Linked DNA regions of Anas platyrhynchos: region 2 is linked to region 1. The links are chromatin contacts, called in public Hi-C maps. All regions are on one chromosome and are shown on one strand. The core of a region is the stretch at or near the end of the contact, and the rest is flanking DNA. Distances in the headings are between cores, read along the strand shown. Region 1 overlaps IQSEC1 (IQ motif and Sec7 domain ArfGEF 1). Region 2 holds the start of IQSEC1 (IQ motif and Sec7 domain ArfGEF 1).

Region 1 (7,336 bases), core at 2,502-5,001:
GTATAAACATAAAGTGTAGCTGGTCACTTTACTCTTTTCCTGAACTTTTCAGTTCTGACTTGCATCTTACTGTTTCACTGACTTTGCATAAAACTTTAGGCACAGAAGACTTGAATTAAATTTGTTTTGCATCTGGAGATCTGTGTGACCTTATGGTGTGTACATTTGAGTGCAAATCAGCAAAAAGTAATGTCAGATCACTGTTATATGTATTTTTCACTTTCCTCAAGAATGCAGCTTTCTGAAGTGTTTGCTTAATACTTTAGATGGGGAGTAAAGCTCAGGTTGATAGTTTATGCAAACTGTACATCTACTCAATAAATGAAACCGCAATCAGAAGTATCAAAGTCTTGTCAATGATTATAAGATCACTGTGCTATTTTCTGAAAAATACTCACAGGATCTAAACTGGAATTGGATAGCTTCTGGTGGGAGATGGGTGCTTGGATGTTTTTATCCTTAACTGTTCAAAGACTATTGAGCAGTGGGACGTGTATTGGTCAAAGTGGGACCTTGGTCTTGTTCACACAGCTTCATTTGTAAGTATAAACAAGGCATAGCTAAACAACAAATGCTTGAACTTCTGCCTGTTTTCTGTTGATTATCTCCTGTTTCAAGTCTTCTCACTGCATGCTCTTTAGTTAATTTTCAGTATAATGCTAAGGTAAACATGAACATAACTGTTTCATTGGTGCATATGAAAATGGGAGGAATTGCTGTACTCTTTCCAAGAAGTTCAAATTCTTTTGGAAGATCAATTTATAGGGGGAAAAATGACTGGAGGAAGCTATAGATCCCCTTAATGGAGAGCTGATTATATTGATTAAATGCAAGCAACTTGTCTATTAGAGAGGTAGGAAAGAGATATAGGCTCTTTTCACAGGGACAACTGGGGCAGTGAGATTTATGTTCAGAAAATGTACTTAGCACAATTCAGGAGCAGTTTGTTAAAGTTAAATTATTGAACTACACAACGTTGCTTGAATAAACTGCTTTTTAAAATGCAGATAATGTCTTTGTTGTATATGAAGTACAAAACTGCTAGCATTACTACAGTGAATCTTTTAGTCTGAATGCGACTAGTTTCAAGTACCAATGACTGACTTTTTCAAAATGAAAACAGAACCAACCCTCCAGCAGCCTTTATGAAGGAAAAAGAACATTTATCTCTGCAAACAGAGGAACCTAATTTAGGGCCAGTGCTCTGCAGTTGGAAACAGTTCCATCCTGCCTTCTGTTTTGGGGTGTTTGTAATGGTGGCAAAGCAGTACTGTTGCTTAAATGTATATATTAACTAGTGGAAATTGTTCTTGACACTGAACTGTTCAGTAACTGAATGTTATGAGAATAAGACTTTATTGTAAGTTATTAGAATGGGAACGTTTAGAGTGAACACATGATAAAATAGAATTCTTGATCAATATCCAAGAAAAGAAGTCACAAACAATGAGTGTTTTTGTTTGGACTACAGCAGATCTTTGGAAATAAAAATGTTATTAGAAGTTGAGTTACTCTTGCTTGATATTAAGTTCTTTTGTACTTATACCAGGAATTTTAATCTGTATGTTACACCTTTGTCTGTTATTAGTCACTTCCAGTGCTATTTAGCCAAAAAGTTTTCTGAACAGAAGTGTGCAGTGCTTAGGGTACTGACTCATTACTGTCAGTTTTAATGTGTCATTCCTGCCATGGTGTGAAAAATTGTAAAGAAGTTTAATTATTTCAAGCTCTTCACCAAGGAATTGTTCCTGTCCCATCACAGTAGAACTCATCATACTGGTTTCCAATTGCTGGCAATACAGCAATCAAACCAAATCACCCCCTTCCAGGAGTGAGCATTCATTAGTGCAAGGGTATTTAGGACATGGTAGTAGCTTTACATATCATTTAAAATTGACTGGTAAAAGGAATGCCCTCTACAGGCTCATTCCAAGGCGATGGTCTCAAATACTCACAATGTGAGGGCACAAGCATTTTCTTCAAGCTTGCTGTATGCTAAGTTTGCATAGCTAATGTGTGGTCAGCTTTATGATTAATTTCCTGCAGAGCTACCCCTTCCACCTCCTGCTGTGTATTTCCCATGGATGCTTCCCTTTGCTATATATCAAAGTGGAATTAAGAGCTAAAGAAACATGCTAATTACTTAATGGAATCACTGTTCGCTAATGAGATGGGGTGCAACAGTCAAACACTTGTCTGCCACAATTTTACCTTCAGATAATTTGCTCAGAGCAGATTTTTGTCTCAGTGAGCTAGATATATGTCTCACTTGAACCAGCCAAGTTACGAATAGCATTAACAGAGGGGCTTCTGGTACTACAGAAAAAAACCTTTAGGCATATGCTCCTATTTCACTGAAACGTGGCAATGAACTGCACTAGTGTCTTGCACGTGTCTTTCAAGGGTGTTTGTTTTGCTTGGATAAGCAACCAGAACGTTTGTGATGTGAATGTAATCGTGATCCTGCAAGTATGTTGTTCATAGCCTATCTCACTGACTTCAGGCAGAATGTGTGTCAGTAAATTACGCTTCCAGACCTCAATTGTGCCAATATTGACCAAAGAGCGAATCTGGAAGGATGTTTGTCTCACAATTTTGAAACACAGCTTGTAGCTTTGAAACGTAAGTATTGCCTGACAAAAGACAGATGGGGGAGCATATCCTTCATGCTTCCAGAAGATTTCTAGATTCCCAGTACACCAGTACACTCGGGTTACAGAAAGTGGGCTAAAAAAAAAAAAAAAAAAAAAAAAAAAAGTAGGAGGCCTACATGCTGTCAAAGTATATAAATAGTTACCTGACTAGCTCACTGACACCCCATTCCAGACACGTCAGAAAATATCTGACTTCTCAGACTATCAGCAATATTTCAGTAGCAAAGTGTAGTTAGTAACACTGCATGAGATGATTACAGTCATTGAAAATCCCAGCAATGCAGAAAAACTTGGAAGAAGCATTAAGTAACCTGGTGTTTTCAAGCTGGCAGGAGAATAGTGCCCCCTGCTTGTGCAGAGTCGTGTGGAAGAGCTGGCTGCGTGAGTGCGGACAGGCACTGGGCCATGCACCACCGACCCGTGCTGCATTAGCAGTCTGCAGGCATGTATATTTCTGTCCTGTGAATAAATACATAGGTAATAGAAGAATACGACAGTAAACTCACGGCTCTTTTATTGGTCTGAAATTAAAATTTCAATGTTTTCCCGGGAAGTGTAGAGTTGGAGGACAGGTATCACCTAGCAAATTTGTAGCCTGGGTGGCCAATAATAGCTTTGGCTCTCCTGCTTTGAGGGTGCAAAGATTTATCACAACAGGAGAAAGTGGAAGTCTGATAATGGAATAGATTTGAGATCAGTCAATATATACGCAATTGCATAATAATTTTAGTATAAAAAAGAATTGCAGCAACTGTTACATTTCCAAATTCTGTCTTTTTCAGGATTGATAACACTTTTTTTGAAAATCAATTACAGGTAGAAATTTTAAAGAAACACATCAAATATCTGCTTTGGTTTTAAACTTTTGATTTATTTTTTTTTTTTCAGTTTTAGAATAGCTGTAGGGCTCTAATTTTGCATGAGTGCTTGTTTTCAGCTACCAAATGATTTATTTTTGTGTAAAAGATCAACATTCTTTTCAAAGGAGTGGATAATATTGGTTAAGTTAAGAAAACATTAGAGTGTTTTCTAGTGGGTTGTTGTCCCACGTGAATCACTTTGTCCTCGCCTTGTGTTGATAAGTCAGAAAAGAAGCTATTCCAGACAAAATAGTGGCTCCTCCTTTACCACATAAAGATAGGCAAATGTAGGTGTCCAGGGAACTACATGCCCTGAGAGAAAAAAACACAAACTTGTGAAGCTATAACAGCAATAACAGCAGCAGGGAGCAAAATGAGTGGAGAATATGATTTAGCAAACAGGTGGTGTAGGCTTTGAAACAAAATATGGAGGCTGGTCAGCAAGGATTACAGAACAACCACAGAATTAATGAAGAACAAAGGGTAGTTGCTGCCTAAGAATACAATTCCTGCAATGCTCAGGAGAGAAGTACTCAGTGAACAGGGCTGAAGAGTGTTGTTTGATTAGAGGTGTTTTGAAGGAGGGAACCATGCAAACAGAGAATGGCAGTTTGCATCAAGGTTAAATATGTATATATATATATATATTATATAATTGCAAGACATGGACTGTATATTTGGTGGAATTGGCCTTTTAATCGCTCCCTCTGTGCCCCAGTACAGAAGAGCACCAAGGCTCAATACTCTAGTGCATGATGCTTACACTAGAGGATGTAGAAAGCCAGCAGCAAAATGGCTATCTAGCTGCATGAGTTTACAAGTTACATTAATGCTTTAAAATTGAAAGTGTAAACCACTGTGGAATATCTGTAGATGACAGAGGCTTTTCCCCTACCCACCCTTCAAATTTCTTGCTGAGTTGTAAGTGGCCAAGGGCTGCAAGCTGCCCCTGTGCGGCACTGTCAGTGGCTGTCTCCATCCGTCCCAGCAGTGGTGTAACAGTGCCTGGGAAGCTCAAGCAATGCTGGTGAGAGGAGCTGTCTGAAAGAAGAAATTTAAAAAAACAAATGATAAGCCAGAAAACAACTCCCAGAAACTGGGAAATAGAAGCAAAACATTGCTTTATGAGAAAATTTGGAGTATCCTAGAGAGAGAAGTATTTTTGAACAACATTTTGCAGTTTTAGGATTCCTTCTGGGTTAGTCCTTTAGGACAAATCTTTTTTTCATCTGCAGTTTTCCTGATTCCTTGAGATACTGGTTTGACATCACAACTTTTTTCACAGAGAAATGACACTTGAATCAAATCCTCAATATGTTCAAATGCTGTCATTGTAATGCCACGCTACTTGAAAATGTCTTTTGGGATCAGTGCTGTAATGTATAAAGGGATGCTTCATTTTTGTCACCTGAGCACTGGCATCCATCTGTTCTGATCATACACGTCCTGTGTCTGGAAACTTTGTGCCATTGTATTAAGAGTTCTCAGCATATTTTTGACTCAAGTGTACCAAAGTATCCCTCGGGAAGAGGATCAAGAGGTAACTGGTCTCAAGACAAAGTGAATCAAGCCTACAAAAGCTACTTACTAGCCTAGTCTAAGATTTAGGAATTTGTTATATTTATCCATGGCTGAGTTTTGTAAGGTTGACACAAAACCTCATTCATGGTGGGAACTTGCAGTACAATCATTCATTCAGCATAGTCTGACTGTCTTGGGTTTATTTTGTTTTGTGTGGCTTTTTTCTGTATGCTTCCACTGGGAGCATAGTTTTCTTTGTGTGTATCTGTGTGTGTTTATCTATATTTGTAAGCAGAGGTTTACACTTAGGTGAGAATGATGGTGTATTGGTTAATATAGAGCTGAAAATGCTGGTCTGACCTGGAGGGAGCTCTGGAAGCTGGTTTGGGCCCTTCACGTGCTCCAGTGGTGGTTGTGGTGTCCTGGTGGCTATTGCACCTGTGCAGGAAGTGGGAGCTGCATGCTTTGATGGACAGTCTGGGTATCATTTGGAGTTTCATGTTAAGCCTGAAAATCCTTTCTTTGGTTTGTGTTTACAAGTTGGTCCAAGTGTGCTTGTAAAACATCTAGTAGATGCTAGCAGGCATATCGACTGCGTGGAGCTGACACTGCTCGCAACAGCCATTCGCCCTGTAAAGCTTCTAGCAGCTCTGTATCAAAGCAGCACTGTTCTGCAACCTCTTCTCCTCTGTCTCTCCTAAAATGTGCACCTTTATCAAAATAGGAGGTCTGCGTTTCTTGCAGCAGGTTATGTAAGCGTCTTTTACACGCTGGAATTTAAAAGGTAGTATGTTAATTGTGGACAAGAAAATGAGTCAAACCAAATAATGTGAAAGTTCCCTGGAACTTTAAAAATCTGTGTTTCTAGGCATAGATTAGTTGCGGATACATATCACAATCATGGAATTTGTCAGGAAACTCCTGCAAGCATGTCTCTCTGTGTCATGCAAACTTTTCTTGGAGATGACATATTTTTCTTTAAAGTTGTGAAACTGAAGTTAGAAACCTCTGAGTGTTTGATAAATAGGAATATGGAACCTCCACTTAGAGAAACAAAGGCAGCCTGGCTGTGCTTTGAGGCTTAGGCCGTGGTTCTCAGCGTTGGGGCACCTTTTTTGACACTGACACATTGAACATTCAGTGTTTTGGTCTACCAGTAACAATTTTCTAGTTATTATTCTGTATTCAAGGACATAATAGGCAGGCAGAATGTGAGGAGAAACATAAAACACTTGTATTTATCTTTCTAAAAATAATCCTTGTGGATTTATGGGAATACTTGTGTGACTAAGATTAAGTCTGTTCATAAGAATTTAGTTCCTGCCTTGCTAGAACTTAAGAATGGTTGCAGGGTGATAGAAAAATAAGGGGAAAATAAGAAAGGGAATTCAATTCAAAAGCAATTCAGTTTGCCTTTTTTGTCTTTCTTTTTTTTTTTTTTTTTCTTCCCTCATCTGGGCATGTTGGTAGGTTTGATTATTTCCAAATGCAAGGTGTCAGTCTCATCAAGCTTTTTTCCTGGAATAACAATGGTTGCCTGGGGAAAAGTCTCTTTCTGTTTCCATGTCTGTTTTTTAGAGGTTCTTGGTTTACTTTCAGGATGCATGAAAACAGCAGCATTGTTTGGCTGTTTGTGCAGCACTGCATAATGTAATACTGAGGCTGCACATTTCTCTCAGTGCCCTAGGTTTTTTATGCTTTGTGGGGGTTTGCGAATACTAAACTGGACGGATGACCGGGATGGGCACGCACACCATATCAGGGATCTATAAATCACAGCTGTGATCCCTGCCTTGGGTTGAAAAGCTTGCAGACTTCCCATGCACTGTCATTTGTATCTCTACTTCCACCATTATGCAGAGATTTAACAGAAAGTGTTGTTTTTTGAAAGTCAAAAACATTGCACTAACAGTATCAGACAGTACAATGTTACACAGACATAAAAATACAGAGATTTGTTTTTGTAACATTCTTAAGGGCAGAAAAAAAGCCTAATGTTCTCTTCCCTCTGTATGATTCCTTCCATTTTCTCCACCTCCCTTCCTAATTTTGTTTTTGGTTGTTTTATTCCAGTTTTGTTTATTCATCTGCTTTTAAGTCATAAAGCTAAATAGATTTTCCTTGTTTCTTGATGCTCTCTTTTATGGTTCTTAAACATTGTGCTATGGCAAGCATGACAGTTGATTGCACATTTTCCACATCTGTAATTTTTATGCCAATTGCCTATATAAAGAAAGATGTCAGCTAGGCTTCATAAAGATAAAAGTTAAATTGAAAAGATGTTTGGATCTTAAAGTTTGA
Region 2 (7,336 bases), core at 1,356-3,855, 120 kb before region 1:
TTCTAACTGAGCAAATCTGAACAACCTGGATCTGCTTTTACAATCTGTCTCACACAGATAGAGATTGAATATATTATTGGTTTCACGAAGATGCTTATTTTCTAAGTTTACCTCTTGTTAATTTGTGGAGGGTGATGAAGCATACAGGTGTCTTGAAGCTCACAGAAACAATCCCCTCAGACACAAAGTGCTCCTTTCTGTTTCTCCAACAACATACAAAACCACACCATTAACATGACTGAGGAAAAAACAGGTCCCAACACAAGGACACCAGCAAAGTGACTGTATTTTTCAGTCTAACCTATGGTTTCCTGGTTTCAGGTAGAACAGAGTTAAGAGCATTTCCAGTAGGTTTGATTTTTTTTTTTTCCATGTTATCTATGAGAAAGCACAAGTAGCTCAGGTACTTGCAACTGGCAGGTGAAATTCATTAACTTGTTAATGAACTCCTGAGAAGAGAAAAACCTACTGATATCCTCTCAAAAGAGCTCTCCAAAATCAACCAAGATGTTCTAAAATGAACCAAAAAAAAAAAAGATCCAAAAGGAAAAGCCAGCGCTCCACAAGCTCTTATTCCTCAGTTAGCTTGTCTAACAAGACTAACAAGCCATTGAACAAGCCATAACTTTGCCATTCGGGAATGGAGGCATTCACTTTTATTCTGTAAAAGAAAGGAGGAGAGTAATAATTTAAAAAGGCTCATGCCTCTTCAGCAATGTTGCATGGGTCCCATGAATGAGATCTTCAATATCTAAGAAGAGGTCTTTCAAAGAGGTACGAGTTGTAGTAACTGCTGCTGCTGCTCCACTTCAGCTGTCCTTTCTGTGAAATGATTAATATGTTTTTTACTGTACATTAATGAGTTTTGAGTGTTTTCACATTTTATTTTGTATATAAGCAAGCTCTCTTGGTCTCTTTATTGATTTACCACCTGACAAGCATTCTGGCTTTCTCAAATAATGTTGTGCGGGTTGTCTCAGTGCCGTTTTGGGATAACCATTTCATGCCACAAAGAGCGAACTGTTCTTCAGCGGTTATATTTTGATCTCAGAGTATTTATAATATATATATATATATTCAACAATTCTAATGAAAATTTCTGATCAGGTTGATGGAAAAGAAGCTTGTCTTCTTGAAAGAGCAGATAAAGACTTCTCTGTGAATTTGTGATCCCCAGGAGGACTGGGAATTAGTCCTTCATGCTTCAGTTACTTTGATAGTGACAACAGCCCTTTGTTGCACATATGTCCAAAGCAAAAGCAACAGTTTGGGGATAACTAATTCCTACCTTAAAATCAGAATGAATATGAAACTTGCCAGGTGAATATTCCCCTCTAGGTTTATCCTCCCCTCATGCCCCTTTTTCTCCATATTCATAAGTAAGCCATAGGTGGGAACCTGTGACATATGCCCTCTGGTTTGGAAATCCATTCCAAAAATTTCAAGCCCCTCAGTCCAAGGACTGAGCCTGAAGCCTCCCTGGTAGGGATGCTGTTAGTCCCCCACTTCTTCAGCCTGCTGCATCAGCCATACTCCAAAGCAATGCATCCTGGCAAACCCTGAGAGCTGACTCCACCAGAAAGGGCTAGTACATTTGTGACAGCAGCAGGAACTACTGTAAGAAAACGTTACTAATTGCAACTTGCAAAGTTTAAAGGTGGAGAGGAAAAAAGAAAAATATTAAAGAGATGAGGAGAGGAAGGGAGGAGAAAAACATTTCTCCACCTTCCTATCTTCTTCCTGCAGTATCTCCATTTCCCCTTCCTATTCCCCATTTCCATGAGCATTCCCAACATGTATTCACACTGGGATCATAGAGGAGCCAAATCTCAGCAACTTTTCATGGCCCGATGCAGCCGTAGCGGGAAGCAGAATCTCACCAGCGGAGGTTTTAAATGTCAGGGCTGCTGCTGGCAAGGCAGAGGTCTCTGCTACACAGCAGTTAGCACGAGTCTGACTCCGGGCATGCTGCTGGAGAGCTCCCATCTCCAGGCAGCCAACACCCCGATGCTATTTCAACAATAAACAATCGCTCCCCAGACGTGCCAGGGAAAAACCCTCGCTCCTACAGCAGGTCTCGGAGCCCGGCTTCCCCACCCTCCCCGCACACCGCGCTTCTCCGGGCCCTCTCCGGCGAGCCCGGGGGGGCCGGGGCCGCCCCCGCAGAGCCGGGCAGAAGGACGGGGGGGGTGCCGAGGCCTGCCCCGGCCCGGGGGCTGCCCCCCGCATCTCTCCGGGGGCGCTCCCCGGCGAGCGCCGCGCCCCGGCGGCGGGGTGCCGGGGGGATGCGCCGCTCCGCGGAGCCCCCTCCTCACCGGCCCCCCGGAGGAGGCAGCAGCCCCGGCTACTTAAAGCGCGGCCCCGGCTGCCGAGGCAGGAGAGCGGCGTGCTGCGGGCTCCCATGCCCGGCTGCGAGCCCGGCGGGGGCGCGGGCGCTGCCTGGCGAGGGGCTGAGCCGGCTGCGGCTCCGGCAGGGCGGGACAGCGCCCGTGCGCCAGCCCCGGCGGGGCTCCGAGCGGCACCGGCGGCTCCCCCCGGCTCGGCGCCCGCAGTCCCCGCCGGCCCTGCCCTCGCTCGGCTGCGGGAAGCCGAGCATCAGCAATGGCGGCGGGGGCCGGCAGCCGCCGCGCACCGCTCCTCCGCTCGCCCGGGCAGCGGCTGCTCTAGGAGGGGAAGAGGAGAGCCGGCAGGGGGGCCGGTTTCCGGCGGGTTATTTATTTCTTCCCCTCTCGCTTAAGTTCCCAGCGGAGCGGGCTGGCTGGCACCTGCGCCCCCCACCTGCTTCCCGGAGGGTGAGAGGTGCGGGGAGGCCATGGAGAGCCCGGCGGAGAACCCCAGCAAGGCGGCGGAGTACCTGAAGGAGCTGAACAAGATTATTGAAACGCAGCAGGAGCTGCTGGAGAAGCAGAAGCGGAGGATAGACGAGCTGGAGCAGCAAGTGGCCAAGTTGTACCACGAAAACGCCTGTCTCCAGGATGAGCATCACCGGCACCTGGCCACATGCAGGCTCCAGCAGGGCGTCCCCCCCGCGTACCCGGGGGTGCTGAGCGCCATCCAGGAAAACGCAAAGCACGAAAAGTAAGCGCTGCCCGCGTTTCTTTGCCCTTTTCGAGGAGGGTCGCTCAGTAGCGGGGCTTTCCTCCTCTTTCGCCTCCTGCCTTCGGGTTCCTAAAGCCGCCCCGCGTACAAGCAAGCAGCGCAACTCCCCGCAGCGGGCGGCTCGCCGGGAAGGAGGGGGTCCTCGCCGAGCGGCGGAGGGGGCGGCCTCAGCCTCTAACGCCCCCAGCCCCTCGGGATGCCGGCGCTTCCCTGGGGCTCTAGCGGGGATGCTCGGGGGCTGAGCGCTGGCAGCGCCGGGAGCACCCCGGGCAGGCTTCTCCCCGCAGCCCCGGGGCACGCCGCCCCCCGGGCAGAGCAGCAGCGGGACGAGCTCTGCCCTTCCTCCAGGGCTCGCTTCCCCCCGATCGTGCACCTCGGGCGGCCCTGCCCGGGGGGAGCCCCCAGAGCTGCGACCCGGCGGGGTCAGCTCGGCACGGCGCAGCCCGCCCGGAGCTCGCCCCTTTCGGGGCACGGCTGCTGCCGGCCTCTGGCCCCTGGAATTAACCGGGCTCCGCTTTCCAGCGCGCAGAGAGCCGCTGAATTAATTGCGCGCCGCGCTTAAGTACCGGCGATGGGAGAATAGCGATGGAAGCGACCCCGCGGCGCTTCCCCGGCCTCCGGCTACTCGCCGGAAGTATTTGGGACTTAGTTTTACTTGGACGGAGTGGGAAAAGCATGCATCTTATTACGAGCCCACTCCGCCGCCCCGGTACAACACAAGGGGCTGCTTGTCAGCCGCTCGGAGCCGCGCTCCCGGCACGGATCGGGCTCTCCTCCTGCCGCCGGCCCCCCCCGGGCCGCCCCCGCTCCCCGGCACCGGCTGCGCCCCCTGCCGGGGCCGGGCGGGGCGCTGGGGGGCAGAGCCGCCCGGCTCTGGGTCTGCTGCGCCCCGGGGACCCCTGTGCCGGGGCTCGGCCACGGGTGGCTTCGTGGGGCGCCGCGGGGAGGCTGCAGCCGAGGGAGGCCGGGGAGCGGCCTCCTGGCCTCGGCCGCGTTGCTGCCTCCGTGCCCCCGCTCGGGGTGGCGGGGGAGGAAACGTCGCTGCCTGCGGAGCCCCGAGCCCCAGGGTTTGCCTGGGATGTGCGAGGTGAAGGGGGGGGGCTGGATGGTCGTGGGTTCGTGGGTCGTTCCCTGCCCCTTTGGCGAGCTCCTGTTCCCAAACGCGTCCCTGCTGCCCGGTGTGGCGGAGTGGGAAGGGAAGTAGCTCTGCCTCCCCTAAATGCTAACGCTGACAGCCGGAGGGGGTTTTAGCGATGCTGGAGTTAGCCATTTAGGCTTTTTTTTTTTTTTTTTTTTTTTTTTTTTTTTTTTTTTAATAGATGTCTCCAGGAGAGCTAAGCAAATAGCTCCCTAAACACCCTGGAGAGCATACGCTGTCATTTAACAACCACTCCTCTTGTAATAAGCAGAAAGTGCTATTTCCAGAAAGCATGGAACAGAAATTTACAGGAATACAAAAAGTATTTACACAAATCCTACCCCGTGTGCTCATGTCCAGTACCCGAGGATTTCTTGTGTCTGTTCTCCTAGTACAAGATGCCAACTCAGCTATCTTGTCCCATTTGTCTCTTGCAAACGACATTACTAAAAATTGTACAAATGGCTTGCCTTGTTTGATAACATTTCTCTTCTCCACCAGCCCAAGACTCATTTGCAGAGCCCTTTTTGGGCAGACAGCTCTGAGGACTTGGAGGCTTTTAAGTCTCTTAAGTGGATTTGATGCTAGGATCAGAATTAATCTGGGATATTTATGGCAGAGTTGTATCGCTTTGAGGCATAGCCTGCAGGGCTTAGTGTGGAAGCTGGGAGACAGCCCTCCATGAGTCTGGTCCTTGCTGGGCTTTCAGCCTCTGTGACTGTCTGTAGAGAGCCAGATTTCCAGGGCCACCTTCATGAGATGAATACTGCCCCCCACACAAATTGTGACTTCCCCTCTTTATTTTGTGTGGAGCATGCCTGGTCCCTTCGCCAGGACAGCCTGCATCACTGTGTAGGTGAAGCAGACTTGGGGTTCCCCAGCTGTGTGGGGTGGGGGCTGTGGCAGCAGCTGCTGGGGCTCCAGCTGCCGGGAGCAGGTGCAGCAACCCAGCCACAGGACTGGTTTAATCTCTGCCTGGGTGAAGGAGATGGAGGAAGTCTTCAACTTGGAAAATAGAAAACACCCTTGTTTTAAAGCCTTCTCCCAGTCCTGCTGTTATCTTTGCTTTCTTACAATGTAACCTGCAGGTTTTGGCTGGCTGTAGCTTCCTAATTACAGAGGAAAAATCTCAGTTCCTCCAGAATTAAATGTCACGTGCAGCTGTCATCTTTTTGGTGCTTTGCTAAACTTCCATAACAGTGCAATAGCAAATGTGAATAATACGTGCTCTGAACATCCGTGATGTTAGGAGAGAGGTGGGAATCGAGGTGCCATGTCCTTGCTTCCTTCTGCCCATCGTGTGCACACCCCGCTGCCTTCCTCCTTCCCGAGGCAGCAGCACCGCTCTGTGCCCAGGTACCAGCAGTGCTCCCTCTTATCCTTTGGTATTTCAAAACCAGGATGATGGGGATCCTTTTTAAAGGAAACTGGGATTTTCTTAGCCAAATACTCCACAAAATCAGTACTTCTAGGAAGTCATCTATGGAATTTGTGCCTTGAGATTTGAGCAGATTTTCTGAACAGCTTAGACTCAAGTTGCCAGAGGAGTTCAACCTGCGTGAAGCAGGTGTGGATCGCTGACACTGTAGTGTCAAGAGAGCTTCTTTGATATTACCAAGTGGTGGTTAAAAAAGGAAGTGTAGAAATGTTAGACAAGTCCTGAAACTTTTCAGTTCTCTCAAAGGGAAGAATATAAAGCTGAAGACTGTTTAAATAACTTGGAGATGCTGCATATTTTTAGAAACTCTTTAGCTTGATCTGATGGAGTGAGGGAACTGTTGATGAGCACCACATTAGAGTTCTGTAAGAAAAAAATAGAAAAAAAAAAAGGTAAAAATACTGTTGTGTTCCTCCAGAAAAGGACCAGAGTAAAAAGAATATTTCTTTTGTGTAGGTTGCTATTTGAGGGAGGCAAGTGCACAGGGATGGGTGAACAGGTGCAGATGTGCTCCTTGTCTTGCAAGGAGGACAGAATAACAAAACAAAACAAGTCTGAGTGCTCTTTCACTTAATTTTGTACTAATTTGCTGTGTGTGAATCAACCTTAACATTTGCAAATGTAATTGAGGATAACTAGTTGATTGCAAGGCTTTCTTAAATGTAGTGAATCAGCATGTTAAGAAGTTAAGGATAACAATAGGTATTTAGCCAATTAAGTTGAATAAGCCTAACTTTTGGTTAATCCATTTCATTTAATGTTTGATAAAACACCAAGAACTTCCAAAACTCAGATCCTCAGTGTAAGGAAGACATGTTCAATACATACACTTCGGTAACGCACCTTTTAGTGTAAATGTGTGGAAACAAACTTATTGCATCTTCTCAAATATGCAGAAGTTGATTTTTTATTTTATTTTTTCCAGCTCTGAAAACTCAACGCTGGCATGTTTCCAGTGTAGGGAGTGGTATTTGTAACCAAATTACATTCCTTTATTTATTTATTTGTTTGATTGATTCACACAGCTCCTGGTGAGAGTTTGGGTGGGAGGTACAGAAGGAATTGCCGGTTACGGTGGAACAATCTTGTAGAGCTGTTATTTGCAACTCGGTCTAAGTTCTGTGCCTGGCCTGACTGATTTATTTTTAAATGAGGCTGGCTTTGTTCTCTGGGGACAAATAGTCACAATTCAGAGCTATAAGAAATCCTCATTGTTTAGAAGATGCTCTGTCTGAGCTGAGGTGTACTTAGTGCAATCTAGTAAGTGGGAATTGTCTTTGTGGTGCTAGTCCCATGTGAAGGCTGCTTTATGGCTTACACAAAATGAGCTTGGGACTCTGCATGCTGCTGGTGGCACTGAGTGATGCCCCTGCACACAGGCTCAGTGGGAAGCCAAAGATTGCAGCAGGGCAGAGACCAGCCTGACTTTTTTTGCCTACAGAGATGTTCTCTACTGAGACAGACTGTTCATGTGATATAAATCACATTTCATTGCTTGTGCTGCTCTTGGACAGAAACTTATTTTGGCTTGCTTTGATTAAAGTAGAGGTATCTAACATCTATTAAAGCATGCTCATGTTTGGGCAAGATTTCACTTTCTCCACCTTTATGTCAGAAAGGATGTAGATGAGGTGCTTTCATTAGGCCCTCTTTTTCAATCA

The links. Hi-C and Micro-C count contacts between places; a contact is called where the count stands out from the background.
Region 2: a contact with region 1 is called in a Hi-C map of F5 follicle, with 3 times the contacts expected there. The contact joins the promoter of IQSEC1 here to the enhancer-like site in region 1. A contact is called at or near these places in 3 of 8 Hi-C or Micro-C datasets (F1 follicle, F5 follicle and small yellow follicle).

The regions. Positions count from the first base shown.
Region 1 is chr13:18,729,911-18,737,246 of IASCAAS_PekinDuck_T2T, reverse strand. All of the region lies in intron 2 of IQSEC1 (IQ motif and Sec7 domain ArfGEF 1), which reads left to right. Among named protein-coding and RNA genes, the nearest start is that of IQSEC1, 120 kb to the left of the region's middle. Within about 2 kb of position 3,751, at least 4 of the 8 cell types and tissues checked have an H3K27ac peak or open chromatin away from gene starts, as enhancers often do. A contact at or near this core is called in F1 follicle, F5 follicle and small yellow follicle, where this site is marked.
Region 2 is chr13:18,850,824-18,858,159 of IASCAAS_PekinDuck_T2T, reverse strand. IQSEC1 (IQ motif and Sec7 domain ArfGEF 1) reads left to right here and starts at 2,605. Exons shown (of 16, transcript XM_038186147.2): 1 at 2,605-3,078. The coding sequence starts at 2,813.